Regions from separate parts of the Cricetulus griseus genome. Here regions 2 and 3 are each linked to region 1. A link is a contact called in public Micro-C data. All regions are on one chromosome and are shown on one strand. Each heading gives the region's core, a stretch centred on a gene start, on an enhancer-like site or on the middle of the called end of the contact. The rest is flanking DNA. Distances are from core to core; before and after follow the strand shown. Region 1 has its middle 53 kb from the start of Lgi1. Region 2 overlaps Cep55 (centrosomal protein of 55 kDa). Region 3 has its middle 13 kb from the start of Ffar4.

Region 1 (4,664 bases), core at 589-3,088:
TTAATTTAACACTAGTGAAACTTAACTAGAAGCCAGCAATACTAAACACTCACTCTGAGCTAATGTAACTGCTCCCGTGGTTTAACCCATTCAGTTATTTCAGATGCCTATGAGCCCTTTTGTCAGCATCCTGTTACGCAGGATAGCTTGCATGAGTTTCCTGAGGGCGCAGGACTGGAATGTATGTTTTAGCAGCCTGTACTCAGAGGACCTGCTGTTCGTACTATTAAGCCATCTCATCCCTGTCCTGTGGAAAGGAGGGAGACGGGGTGATGACTAGGAGATAGTGCCTAGAGCTAAATCTTCATCTACTCTAATAATAAATCAACAGATGCACAACCAGAGCAGATAATGCAAGGAATTTCAGCCCATGCATACTCCTCCATTTAGACAACAGAAGTAGGTATCATTAGAAACTGATAAAACAGCTGAAAGTGCCTGTCTCTGGAGAAGGAGGCTGGAGAGCAGTGGAGGAAGGGACTCCTGCTATTACTGGAATTTCTTTGTTTAATGAGGAGGGTCATTTTTTGTCTGTTTTTTGTTTTTGTTTTTTTGAGAAAGAGTTTATTTGTGTAGCCTTGGCTGTCCTGGAACTCGCTCTGTAGACCAGGTTGACTTCAAACTCACAGAGATCCGCCTGCCTCTGCCTCCTAAGTGCCTAAAGGCATGTGCCACCACCACCCAATTATCTTGTTTAATTTTAAAAGTGACTTCCTTTTTCAAATAAATTTATCTTTGTTACATCTACCTATTGTGTATGTGGTGTGTGTGTGTGTGTGTGTGTGTGTGTGTATGTGTGTGTGTGTATGTGTGTGTGTGTACGTACACCTATCAGGGGTCCATTCGCTCCTTCTACCATGTAGGTCCTTAGGATTGAACTCAGGTCAACAAGCTTGATAGCAAAAACCTTTACCCACCTTGCTGTCCCTCATATGACTTTCATATAATCTTGAACAGCTTTTTAAAAGGGAAATTTTCCTGACAAAGAAAAAGCCACCAAGTCCCCTTCCCAACACACACACACACACACACACACACACACACACACACACACACATCCAGTCTGACTGTCTCATGGAGACCACTGTTGGCTTGATGGTGGGTTTGCTTCCTCATACACCTGAACCAAGGCTAGGATGCCAGTACCCTGTTAGTCATTGGTGACTGAGCCAGATGGTCACTGTTATGCTTATACTGAGGGCAGCATACAGACCACTTTATAACAGATCCATCTACTAAAAAGGCTCTCATGGCAAAGACAAGCACATCTACCCAGAAGTACACCCTTAGATCACACGCTTCCAACCTGCAGTAGACAATGTCATTACAGAAGGAAATTTGGCATGTATGACTGGCCCCCTAAATTTGGTCTATTTTAATTCCAAGATTTCTGGTTTCACTCCCTTGGAATCTTCTGAATCCTTTCCCCTTTACTCTCAGCTTAAAGGGTCAACCTGCGGGTGGAGAGATGGCTCGGCAGTTAAGGGCCACCTGCTATTCTTGAAGAGGACCTGGGTTCAGTTCCCAGCACCCACATCAGGTCATTGCCTGTAACTCCAGTTCCACCAGGGGCACTGACGCCCTGTTCTGCCCCCACACAGACAGCTGCATCCCATAGTGCAGATAAGCTCACACACATGCACATACATTTAAAAGTAGGAATGGTAAAGGGTGGGTGACTAATGCTGATATTGGAAACTTCTACATTCTCAGTTACTTCGTCATGAATGTAATGGCAAGTGAGTCACAGCAGTAACAACGATTACTACATCCTAGCAAGCGGCTTTGTCCTAAAAAGGCCCTTGAGTTAGAACAACCCCAACGTGTGGGGTCCAAGATGAAAAGATACCACTGCCTGACAACAAATCGAATAAGAACCAGAGCAGAGTTGATGATCTCAGACATTCTCTGACTGTGCTTTTGGGTCCTTCCCAGAAACAAACCATTAGCCATTATGATAAATGCCAGAATCATTCATCTAGGCATGAGAGAGCAACTCTACCTGGAAGATGCAATATGGCTCCACGCCATGTAACTTCATAATAGGGGCCTGGTACCTGTCTGTCAAAGGGTCCTAAAGAAGGGGAGGTGGACAACATGAAGCATAGCTTTTGGGGGAGGGGGACACAGCTCAAGAACAGGTCTACCGTGCCCACCACAGAGCTGCCAACAGAACTGGCCAGCCCATGCATGCAGTTTCAATGACTCTATGTGGTAGTGTGGACCTCTACACTCCAAGAAACAGAAACTAGACAAGATTTGCCTAATGTGGACAAGGAAGTTTTGGAAAGACAATGTCTTGCCAGAGAGTAGTCTGGGGATCTCTTCCAAAAACAGAGTCCCAGGCTACCTAGAATGATATTAGCCTTGCTGAATGTTTGCCAAGGTCCAGCCTCTGCCCGATGAGAAGGATGGTTGGGGGGGGGGCAAAAAGAGTAGGGAAGGCACCCTAGAGCACCCCAGTTCATACAATGAGAGTCTGTGGTAGAGGTTGTTCACATCACAGCAGATCAGAAGGCAGAGTAAGGACAGACATCAGATGGCGGACAGCCCCTTCAAAGACCCTCTTCTGACGACCTTCCACCAGCCAGGGTCCACCTCACCTTCTGGTGAGCAAGCATTCAAAAACATAAGCTTCAGAGTCTGGACATAGCAACTCACGAGGGCTCAAGTAAGATGTGAACAATTCAGTCACCTTGGAACAATCACACAGCTTTTCCTGTGTGCCCAAACAGAGTCACAATCAGGACTATCAATATCCTACTGCCCCCAACAAAGAGGGACGGCATAAACACTTTGCCTTCCTTTTCCCCATAGTCCTTCAGCTTCCCTTCCTATTATAAAGAGGGGCAATTTTCTGACCTATGCAATGGGTCACACAGTGAGAGAGCTGGCTTCATAGACTAGCCTAAAGGGCCTCTTTCTTAGATGATTATTGTGGAGACAAAGTGGTTGAATTTGCAGCAAGTCTCCATCTCAAGTACAGGGAGCAAGTGACACAAGGGCCACCACTACTTAATGCCTGTCCTGTCATTAGGTGTTTCAGAGAAAACGTGACTAGCTTTGTTCCTGTTCCTGATTAAACGAAAGCCTTACTTTCATGTGTTACTGACTCTTCCAGGAGACCTGTGCGTTAAACGTCTGGTTTTTGCTACTCACTCCCAAGCTTTCCCAAAGCTCTCCCTGGAGCTGTCTGGGGATTTCTGTGAAGTAGGAATGAGAAAGACTGGTGGAGAGAGCTCAAAGTCGGCTAGAGGATAGCCTAGGGAGGGGGTCAGTGGTGTTCCGAAAGCCAGGGGTTCAGAAAAGAGCCCTACAAGGAGGGAGAGTGGGTGGGAATGGGGTGGGGGTGGGGGTGGGGTGGGCACATTTTGAGAAGTGTGTCTGTGGGTTCCAGACCTTACACCATTTAAAAACATGTCACTGGACCATGTCCATCAAATGTGTCTTCTTTGGGAATAGACTCCATGAATCATAGTTTCAACAGGATTAGGGAAAAGGTTAATATAATTCTGCTGCTTCCTTTGAATGAGAATATGCATGACTTGAGCAGGTTATCTTGTACCTCAAGAGAAGCCTGGAAAATTCCCCAGCTCACAGGATCCTAAATAACCAGAAATCCAGCACACAGAATCCCAAACACTCAATGACACACAAATGTCCCTGCTCTTCTAACTCATGCTACTATACCAAGGTCTTCCAGAATCATTATTGCTGCTCAGAAATCCATGGAAACATTTCCTCTCTGTCTTCCTGGGAACATCCCTAGCCCCAGCCTTGGCTTTTAACCTCATTACAGGCCATAGGCTATTCCCTAAGAGGGCTCAACTGTAGCTTGGGCTGACTTGGTTGACATTTTGCCTTGATGTCTCTCCCAAGTTACAGCATGGGTTCTTACTTGAGTTTACTGTTTTCTAAGAAATGGATCCTTTTAAATCCCTCAACTGAAAATATTTAAAGAATACGGATATTTAATGCTTTCACAGCCACAAAGCCAAGAGCTGTTTAATAAGTGTGTGGATTTGGGTTTACAGTAGAGAAGGAGGCAAGGTCTTTCTCTCATATAAAAAGAAGAGGTACCTGGAGAATTATGGTATCTGAGCTGCTAGTCTCTCTCCTCTCTCTCTCTCTCTCTCTCTCTCTCTCTCTCTCTCTCTCTCTCTCTCTCTCTCTCTCTCTCTCTCTCTCTCTCTCTCCTTTTATGTATCTGTTGATGGAAAGAGATTAGAACAAAGATAACTGAGTTGGAATTCACTAGGGAAATTACTCCGGAAGCTATGGAACGGGGCAGCGTGGAAACTGGTCCTCATCGTAACCATAGTGACAGAGCAGCAGGAGGGTGGGAGGTATGGAGAAGAGTGGGCAAAGAGCATCATAGGCCGAGGACAAAAGAGAAACGGAGAGGAGTCACCAGGTCAAGGTTCAGGGGTCGGGAATGTGAATAGCTGGAGCTAAACTTGGGATTTTAAAAAAAAAGAATTTTAAAGTAAACTGCAGTTACTTAGGAAGGCAGGCTGCTCAGGCAACCGTGGGCTCCCTTGCATTAGAAAGGCGGTTTACACTTTCTTTTAGAGTGCGGATGAAGCTTGATCAGGAGGTGGCTGTAGAAGCTGCGGTTAGAGATGGGACCAGGAGGCGCCCTTAGGGCTGTGGGAAGGCGACTA
Region 2 (4,664 bases), core at 985-3,484, 250 kb before region 1:
TAGACGGGCTGGGTGATGAATTGAGATAAGGTTTTGTTTGCCACATACTTCTGGCTAGCCTGGTACTTAAAATTTAGCCTAGGCTAGCTTCCAATTCAGAGAAGTCCTCTTGTCTCAGTCTCCTAAGTGCTAGAATTATAGGAGTGTGCCCCTACACTGGACATCAGCTGTTATTTTATTTTGCTTGCCTTTGGCTTTTATATCAGCTCCAAGAGAAAGAATAGGCTTTGTAGATGATGCCTCAACCATTTAATCCTTGCTGGGAGCTTGAATAGTTACCCATGATGCTGTCTCTCTGCCCAGTGTTCTACAATTTTCCTTACATTGATTTCCCCTGTGTTAGACAACACCTCTTAGGAGGTGGGCGGGGAAGGGTCATACTTAACAGGTAAAGAAGTAACACGAAAAATAAAGACCCAGAGACTGATTGATACGAGGTTCAGGTTTCAAGAGGAATATCTTGAAAAGCAAAGCAGCCAGCCACTAGCTCTCACCTCTAGCTCAGGCTGAAAGGGTTGATCCATGCATGAGCCCTTCACCATTTCTCAAACTGCTGCTTCTCCTCACTGTGGCTGGAGAAGGAATACCTTTCTGAGACCTTGCTTCTGTTTTATATACTTCCCTAATGTTGGGATTAAAGTTGTGATTCTCTTTTAGACTGATTCGCTCTTGTAGATCTAGGTGGCCTTGGACTCACAGAGATCCATCTGTCTCTTAATCGGGAGCCCTAGGATTAAAGGTGTGAGTCACCATTGCTTGATCTCTATAGCTTGAGGCTGACTTTGCTTTTCTGACTCTTCAGTCAAACTTTAATAAATCATAAATAACATATCACTACACATCTCAAATGCCAGTCATAGCCCCCACCTCCTGATTCTTCATTTTATAAGCTGAAGAAATGTTGAGGTCTCATTTGTAGGAATATGTTTGGAGTTTTAATTTCTTGGGCTGTTACAAAATCTATTGTGCCTTAATGTTGTTTGTTACAGGTTATCTTCAAGAGGAAAAGAAAAAATATGATCATCTCTTAGAAAATGCCAAAAAAGATCTTGAAGTTGAACGACAAACCGTAACTCAGTTGCGTTCAGAACTTGATGAATTTAGAAGAAAATATGAAGAAACTCAGAAAGAGGTTGAAGATTTAAACCAACTCTTGAGTTCACAGCGGAAGGCAGACATAGAACACCTGGAAGAGGACAGACACAAGACAGAGAAGATCCAGAGACTCAGGGAGGAGAGCAGCATCTTCAAGGGCAAACTGGAAGAAGAGAGGAAAAAGTCTGAAGAACTCTTATCTCAGGTGAGCCAGCCGCTGAGCTCTCTGTTCTTCACACTTCAACCAAGGGTCAGGGAGCCCAGAACACTGGGCAGCCAGCAAGGAGCAGAACAGTCCCTGCCTCCTTTGGGCATTCCTATTTTAGCATGGAAGTAGATCATAAGTTAGTACCTAAGTCAATGGATAAGCTAAGGAAAATAAAAGAAGAATATGTGAGATGAAGAAACAGGGTCTTGGTGGTCTCCTAGAAGTGATGGTGTTTAGAGACTTGATGGCGGGATCCTGCATAGTGATTCTCTGGGAATTCCCCTTCAGTGGAGGACATCACATGAGTGAAGAGGTGATTATGTGAGAAGTAAAGGCAGTGAGAGCTATCCAGTTGATACCTTGACTGTACTGTTGAGTGTGCTGATGTTGTGCTCAAATGAATTCCTAATGCACCTTAGAAAGAACATAGAAACCCATAGAAAGAACAGTGTTTGGAATTCACACTTGGGCTCTAGACAGAGTACGTGACCTGTCTTCTGACTCACAGCCTTCACTAGTCAAATGAATAATAGCCTCTACTTGCCTCGTAAGACTGCTGTATGGGGCAACTGAGTAATAATAAAGCTCTTTGTAAACTAAGTAGATGCCAGTGGAGATTATTGTTATTGTCATTGTAATTTGTAACATCCTGCAGAAGTTGAGAGCTGAGGAAGAGTCAGTAATCTTAATATTTTCTTCCTTCATCTTGACTTTGCTAACTTTGACTTGTAAGTATGGGTAGTGACATTTGGGAAAGGTTAAACAAAAATAAGTAAATTTTGCTCTTGCTCTGTGTGTAGACAGGGCACATCCCTCTTTGTTATCCTCTGAAATGATGGCTGATAGCAGAGCCTCCAGGAAAGGGGGTGTGGCCACACAGAGCTGTGTCCATCACTCAGTCTGTATGCTTAGGGAACTTAGTCAGGATGACACTGCTCATCCTGCTTAAGTAGAAGGCCTCAGATAGCCAGCTGCAATGAGTCATTGCTCAGTAGGAGTTGTCCTGGTTAGAGGTGGGAATTGTGACATAGGTTTCTCATCTATCACAAGTCTAGTGAGGAGAGGCAGGTGAAGTAATGCCAGCTCTCTTTGTGTCCTCCAGGTCCGCATTCTTTACGAGTCTCTGTTAAAGCACCAAGAGGAACAGACCAGGGTAGCTCTGCTGGAGCAGCAGGTACTTACTGTGGATGCTCGAAAGTTCGTTGAGCTGCTAAAAAACAGAACGTCCCCTGGTATTTATACTGTTCTATGGAGAACTACTTGAAAGGTGTAAACCAAAATGTTTTAAAAGACTAACACACATTTTCTTAGAGACTCTGTACCATTCACATATTCTGTATCTGTTCTTAGCTTAAACCAGATTCTTAGAGGTGTGGTGGCAGCTTTCCTGACAGCTTGGCTTTGGCAAATGTTGTTCTTCCATGACTATAGTTCCTACTCTAGCCTTACAGGGTTTTTCACTAGGTCACTCTGTGAGTTCAAGCAGAGTGGACACCTGTTACGATAAATCTTTCCGCCAAAAGCCACCTGAGCCCCACTGCCACGTGTGCGCTTTATGCCAGCTGCCAGCCCGAGTTAGGGCCCAAATTAATGCACAGAGAGACTTGTATTAGGTTCAAAGCTGCTTGGCCAATGACTAGGATTCCCATCTGTTAGCTCAGTCTCAATTATCATAAATCTATATATTTTATAAGATTTATCTTATCGGATGCCTTATTGGCGTCCCTCCTTGTTGGTGGATCACATTGCACTGCTGGAGGAAGAGCGGAGGGGAAAAGGGGACACTTCCTGTTTTCCTTGCTAAATATGAGTCTCCTTGCTATGTCACTTCCTGCCTGGAACACCACTTCTCTACTACATTTCCCAGAATCCTCTTTGACTCCTAGTCCTGCCTAACTTGCTGCCATTGGTCAAACCGTATTTTATTCAACAATCAAGATAAACATACACACAAGTACATTCCCCATCAGACACCATTTATCCTTAAAATGTATAGTAGAATTTCTTAATGTATTTCAAACCAGGGAGTAGCCATCTCCCACTTCCCACCAAAAATTCTAAGAATGTGAAGGAATAACTCCAACCAGTAACTTCTTAAGCTGCCTCCCACTCATCAGTACCTTAGGTCTTGGCTTTGCTAGTTCATAAACCAGCTCTTTAGCCATAAACTTCATTTACTAATAATTTTTTGTTTTGTTTTTGAGATGGGATTTCTGTGTACAACAACCCCAGCTGTCCTGGAACTAGCTCTGTAGATCAAGCTGGCTTCAAACTCACTGATCTGCCTGTCTCTACCTCCCAGCACTCAGACTAAATGTGTGTGCAACCACTACTTGGTCATTTACTAATAATCTTGCTGTGCTAAGATAAGTTCTTGATAAGCAGACCCAGCAAATATTCTCTTGTGCTGATAAAGACTAAACATTTGTTGCTGAAGTTTTCTTTTCCCACCAGGTCCTGCCGCCCTTTTCAGCTCCAAATAAACACATAGATACTATATTAGTTATAAAACTGTTGGCCAATGGCTAGGGCTTCTTGTTGGCTATCTATCTTAATTATTTATCTGTTTCTATTAATCTATGTATTTCCACGTGGTCTTGGCTTACTGGAGAACGCCTGGACCTGTTACTCCTTTCTGGTATACATGGTGACCTTTCTGGTTCTTCTCTTTCCTAGAATAACCCTTGTCTCTTTACCCCACCTATCTTCCTGCATCTATTGGCCAAACTATTTTATTCATCAGCCAGTAAGAGCACATAGTATACGGAAGGCCATCCCCCATCAAACATTCAATGAAGAAAACTAAGTAGGATCTACCAGCTCTAACTGCCTTGTCCTGATATATTCCAGATGCAGGCATGTACTCTAGACTTTGAAAATGAAAAACTTGACCGCCAGAATATGCAGCACCAACTGTATGTGATTCTTAAAGAACTCCGAAAAGCTAGAAGTCAAATAACACAGTTGGAATCCTTGGTGAGTTTTGAATGGCTAATATAAAACTTATTATTCATTCTTCTACCTCCCCATTGATGTGTCAGCTCAGTCCCCAAACCAGAAATACAACTTAAAATGAACTTTATCTCAAATCAGTAGTTGCCCCGTATGTGGTACATAACCTTACAACATCAATCCAGGACTTTAGAAGGAGGGGCGTTACAACACTCTTGCTCATAGTTACTTTACTGGGGTCTGGGATCATCTCCTACCCAAGCTGGCTGCTGCCATTCTAGAGATGCCCAACAGTACCTTGCATAGAAAGTAGAAAATAGAGCATCATGGCATTCTTTTTCATATTTCTAATGAATTTGGGTTCTTTGATGTGTCTGTGAATGTGCCCAGATGTCCCATTAGTGCACAT
Region 3 (4,664 bases), core at 613-3,112, 230 kb before region 1:
GTGTATGTGTGTGCTGTCTGTTCATGTACACTTGTGTGCAGGTGCAAGTGTGCAGGTTCATGCTTGCAGGGCACACATTCGGAGGTCAGAGGACACCTTTCAGGTGTCAGTTTTCTGGGGATCTTGGAATCAAATTCAGGTCCTCAGATCTGTGCGGTAGGCACTTTTCACCAGTGAGCCATCTCTTAGGCCCAGGTATCAACTTTTGGTGGAAGTTTTTGTTTATTCATTTATTGCAAAATGTCACATTTAAGCTGATTTCACCAACCAAGATGCAAAGTGTGCATAGGGACAGTGTAGTCCCTTACATCTGACTCTTTCAAATGCGTTTTAATGCCAGGTCTAATTTGATTTCTACAGCTCCAGAAGATTGGACCACAGTGTCATTTCTGTAAATCTCCAAAGCTAACCTGGCTAATTACTGGCAACTGGGGACAGCCAGATCCCCAGGGCCATTCATGGTTCTCAAAGGCTATCACAGTGGATTGCGAGCTCATGCTTGCTTTTGGATTTGGAGAATCCATTTTCTGTGCCACGTCATAGATGTGCCAGCTGTACTCCCTGCTACCCGGAGTCCATCACTCCACCCTGCGGTGGTGTCAGCACTGGAAACCTGTCCTCCCCGATCCCTGTCCGGATTCCAGACATGGGAGACTCCAGCCCCGCCATTGAGAGCCTGTCTTGGAATCCTGCCAGAAATGTTAGAAGAGTTTGTGGCATGGGCAGGGGGCAGGCAAGAACTGCTGTGGCCTCGCTTCCCCTGTAAGACTTGGTGTCGACACAAAGCCAACCCAGAGGAGGAAGCAGGGTGGTACCCAGACAAGTCTTTGGATAGCTCAGCCCAGATGTGCCTAGAGCAGATCTGCCCGTTGGACTTTGTGCTCACTTGTGTCTCTGAGACAACTTTACTTCTTTTTCCTTCCTTCTTTCCTGCCATTCTTCTTGCTTCTCCCCCTTTTTCTCTGGTTTGATTTTGTTGGGGTGGAATTCCTGTTAGCTATCAACAGCACCGTATTTCCTGAAAAATGTATTTTGCAACCTCAGTTTTCTCTTTAGACTGAGGGCGATAACAACATTCAACTTCTGCACAGGCTGTGACACTTTTGTGAGTCAGTATTACCATGATAAGCGCGGAGCTTATTGTGTATTGAGCGGTCAGTAAATGCTGCCCATCACTTCTAAGGACTTAGGAAAAGCTGAATTCAGGAAAATGTTCCTTTCTAAAAAAAAAAAAAAGAAAGAAAAAAGAAAAAGCAAAGGCAAAGGCAAAGGCAAAGCAGAGCCTCGAGCATGAGAAAGGAGGTTAATGAGTTCACTAACAAGCTGAGAGTTCAGGGTTTATGGCTTCGGAGTCACCAACCCCACCTTTCTCACACATGTGCATGTGTATACATGCATGAACACACACGCTCACCCTCTCAGGATCCCAGGTGGTGCTGGGTCGGGGGGGGGGGGGGGGACCCGAGCCACCACATCAGCAGTCTTTTAGAACAGCAGGAGGATTGGGCACGGAGGATGGGAGCTGCAGTGGTTGGCAGTGCCTAAGCGGTTGGTTTTGCAATACAGTTTGGAGAGAAGGAAAGTAATCTAGGGGAGAGTTAGCCTGGCCTCAGAGCCTCTGCCTTGCATCGGCTGTAGAAATAGAGGACACAGTATCGGCACTGGGGACCTGCTCGGTGAAGATGGGTTGTTTGAGCAGGGCGACAAGAGTATGATGAAGCCAAGCCTCTCAAAGGCTCTGTCTGAACCTCAGCCAGATGTTAGCACAACAGGACTGAAATGGACGTGAGCTGCCACACGCATGCAGAGGAACACACTGTGGCTGTGTTAACAGAGAAGGGCATTCTGTAGTTCCTAGACTCTCCAGTGGGAGGACTAGAGGACTGGCCTGGAGCTAGCCCAGCCTGAGGCAGTGTCTACAAGCTGGGGCTGATCTAATGCACACCTACCTGTTGCTTGTGTTGCATTTCTGGATGCCAGCAGCCCACGATGGTGTCTGTGATACCATTCCTTGCATCTGTACACATCTGACTTCCTCATCCTCCTGAACTGTCCATCTCTTGCAATGTGGCTGAGGGCGAAGTTCAGGAAAGGGGCCATGCTGTAAGGGGATGGAGAAGCTAGTGTTGACCTTGTACCTTGAGGAGGCATTTTAAGTATGATGTACACCCCACAGCCAAGTATCTGTATTATGTATGCATGCATACATGGAGTAGGCATGTAACCTGTGTCTGGGTCCCCTACCTAGGTCCCTTGGGATTTTAGAAATCCAAGGGCCACCATTCAAGCCACTACCAACAGCAAGAACCCCGGTCGCCTTTTTTGTCTGGCTTCCCTGAGGCTCTATTAGAAGCCACCAAAGCACTGGCTTTAGAGCCCTTGTCAAAGTACCCTCAAAGATAAATTGGACGTTAAGCATAAGCCACAAACACGAAGCAATTTTTAAAAAGATTCTGCTGGATGGTGGTGGTGCATGACTTTAATTCTAGTACTCGGGAGGCAGAGGCAGGTGGATCTCTGAGTTTGAGGCCAGCCTGAATTCCTACAGAGTGAGTTCCAGGATAGCCAGGAACACACACCAAGAAACCCTGTCTCAAAAAACCAAAACAAAACAAAAAGCAAACAGTCAAACCCAGAATTTTTCATTCTTATGCATATGTGAGTGTGGTTTTAAGTGAATGACTCGTGTGTGCAGGTACCCACATGGGCCAGAAGGGGTGTGTGTGGACAGTCTGACCAAGTGCCGGGAAAGGAACTTGGGTCTTCTGCAAAAGCAGTGAATGGCCTTAAATGCTGGACTATCTCTCCAGCTCCTACAAGCAATTTTAAAAACTGGGATTGGATTTACCTTAGATGAAATCCAGTTTTGGGGAAAGGTAGTGAGGATAACTTGCCTGCAGTGGACTCCTCCCTGGGAGATGCCGGGGACACAGGATAAAGCAACGTAGTCCAAAGTGGCCGAGTCTATCAGAAGTTTCAGCTGGCTAATTGGTGACACTTGTAGTGGTTCTCACATTGTGAAATGCTGCATTGGTCTGCACCTGCCCACATCCTGAAGGATGACACTTCCAAATTCATCTCTGCTTGTCATCCGTGCTTGTCTGTCTCCTCAGACTGACTTCCCCTGTGTACTGTTCCACCCAGCCTTGCTTTTCAACTTCCAGTGTTTTCCCAGGGTGGTGGAAATGGGAACAGTACTATGGAGTTGGCTGCCCCCCCCCTTTGTCCCTGTGTACCTTCACCACAGCCTCCCCATGGCTATGACAAAGAAACACAGAACCTGGTTTTCTTTTCATTCACTCTTTGAATTATTCAACTACTTAAAAATATTTTGAGTCAGCAAGTTAGCTCAGCTAGCAAAGGCGTCAGCGACCCCAAGTGTGGTGGCATGAGTTCAATCCTTAGACCCCATGTAAGAGTTGAGGGAAAGAACCAATTCCACAAAGTTATCCTCTGACCCCTACGTACTGACTATAGAATGCCCTACCCCCAGCACGCATGTACAATAATAACAAATAAACACTTAAAATGTTAAAATATTTAAAGCATGTACAATGTGTTAAATACTTTTAAAAAAGAAGAAAACCACAATCTTTTTTAACCCTTCCTCTTCCAAGGGCGTCATTGTCTGGTGTTACCATCTTTTCACAAGCTGGTGAGGGAACCAGAGTCATTTCCATCTTACAGATGAAAAAAACAAAAACAAACAAACAAACAAACAAACAAACAAACAAAAACCCCAGAGGTCTGGAAAAGCAGTGTCCCTTGTCCAGGGAGCACCGTGACTTAGTTACAGACACAGAGAGAACAAGGAGGAGGCTGGCTGTCCATGACTGGGCACATCTGAAGATGGTCCTTGTTGGGCTTGTGGTTCAGACAGTCCCCCACACAGCTGTACCTCCACCAGAGACAAAGCATCGGTTAGGAACAGAACCACAAGGAGGAGCCGGAAGGCAGAGACGCCCTCCCCCACCCCCCACCACATGGGTTTCTGCCACAGACGTGCCTTGTAACTTTCTGACTCCTGGAATAAAATTCCAGAATGTTTTCCTGGCTTCAATCCTCTCTCTGCACACTTTGGAGAGGCCAGCGTCACCACAGAGTTCTAGATTCACAGAAGAAGCCCATCATGGTAACAGGGCTGAGTCAGGAACCTGGTGGTGAGTCAGCTGGCTTTGAGCCAACCAAGCCATGCCAGCTAGGGCAATTCCCCAAGGCATGCTGAGCCCGTCACTGCTTCATCTGTTTAGTGGGAAACTTTCCTGCCTGCCTGGAGAGCTGCCCACGGGAGGAGATAGAGATAAGAACATAAATTGGAAAGGTTTTTTTTTTATTATTTTTTTGTGGTGCCTAGGATCAAACTTAAGACTTCACACTTGCTGGACAAGTGCTCTACTACTGAGCCATACCCCCAGCCCCAGGAAAAGGGTTTTAAATTCTGAGGTTTTTCCATGTATAAGTAAGAGTACTCATTCCTACCACCAAGTTCAAGGCTGATGAGGCCTGAAGCCGGCATCAAGCTGTCACTCCTGATCTTTGGGACTGCACAGGTCTGAGTTATATTTTTCTATGATAAATCTCAGGCTCACACCCATCATCCCAGCACTTGGAAGCTGAAGCAGGAAGATTGTCACAAATTCAAGGCCAACATGAGGTGCAAAATA

The links. A called contact is a pair of places that touch in the nucleus more often than the background predicts.
Region 2: a contact with region 1 is called in a Micro-C map of the CHO-K1 cell line, with 5 times the contacts expected there. The contact joins two enhancer-like sites. A contact is called at or near these places in 5 of 8 Hi-C or Micro-C datasets (the CHL-YN cell line, the CHO-K1 cell line, the CHO-S cell line and 1 more).
Region 3: a Micro-C map of the CHO-K1 cell line shows a contact between it and region 1, with 5 times the contacts expected there. The contact joins two enhancer-like sites. A contact is called at or near these places in 3 of 8 Hi-C or Micro-C datasets (the CHL-YN cell line and the CHO-K1 cell line).

The regions. Positions count from the first base shown.
Region 1 is chr3:23,466,890-23,471,553 of CriGri-PICRH-1.0, reverse strand. No RefSeq gene overlaps it. Among named protein-coding and RNA genes, the nearest start is that of Lgi1, 53 kb to the left of the region's middle. Within about 2 kb of position 1,838, at least 2 of the 6 cell types and tissues checked have open chromatin away from gene starts, as enhancers often do. A contact at or near this core is called in the CHO-K1 cell line, where this site is marked.
Region 2 is chr3:23,712,616-23,717,279 of CriGri-PICRH-1.0, reverse strand. It overlaps Cep55 (centrosomal protein of 55 kDa), which reads left to right. Exons shown (of 9, transcript XM_027407443.2): 6 at 990-1,300; 7 at 2,406-2,477; 8 at 4,154-4,279. Among named protein-coding and RNA genes, the nearest start is that of Cep55, 15 kb to the left of the region's middle. Within about 2 kb of position 2,234, at least 1 of the 6 cell types and tissues checked has open chromatin away from gene starts, as enhancers often do. A contact at or near this core is called in the CHO-K1 cell line, where this site is marked.
Region 3 is chr3:23,696,154-23,700,817 of CriGri-PICRH-1.0, reverse strand. No RefSeq gene overlaps it. Among named protein-coding and RNA genes, the nearest start is that of Ffar4, 13 kb to the right of the region's middle. Within about 2 kb of position 1,862, at least 6 of the 6 cell types and tissues checked have open chromatin away from gene starts, as enhancers often do. A contact at or near this core is called in the CHO-K1 cell line, where this site is marked.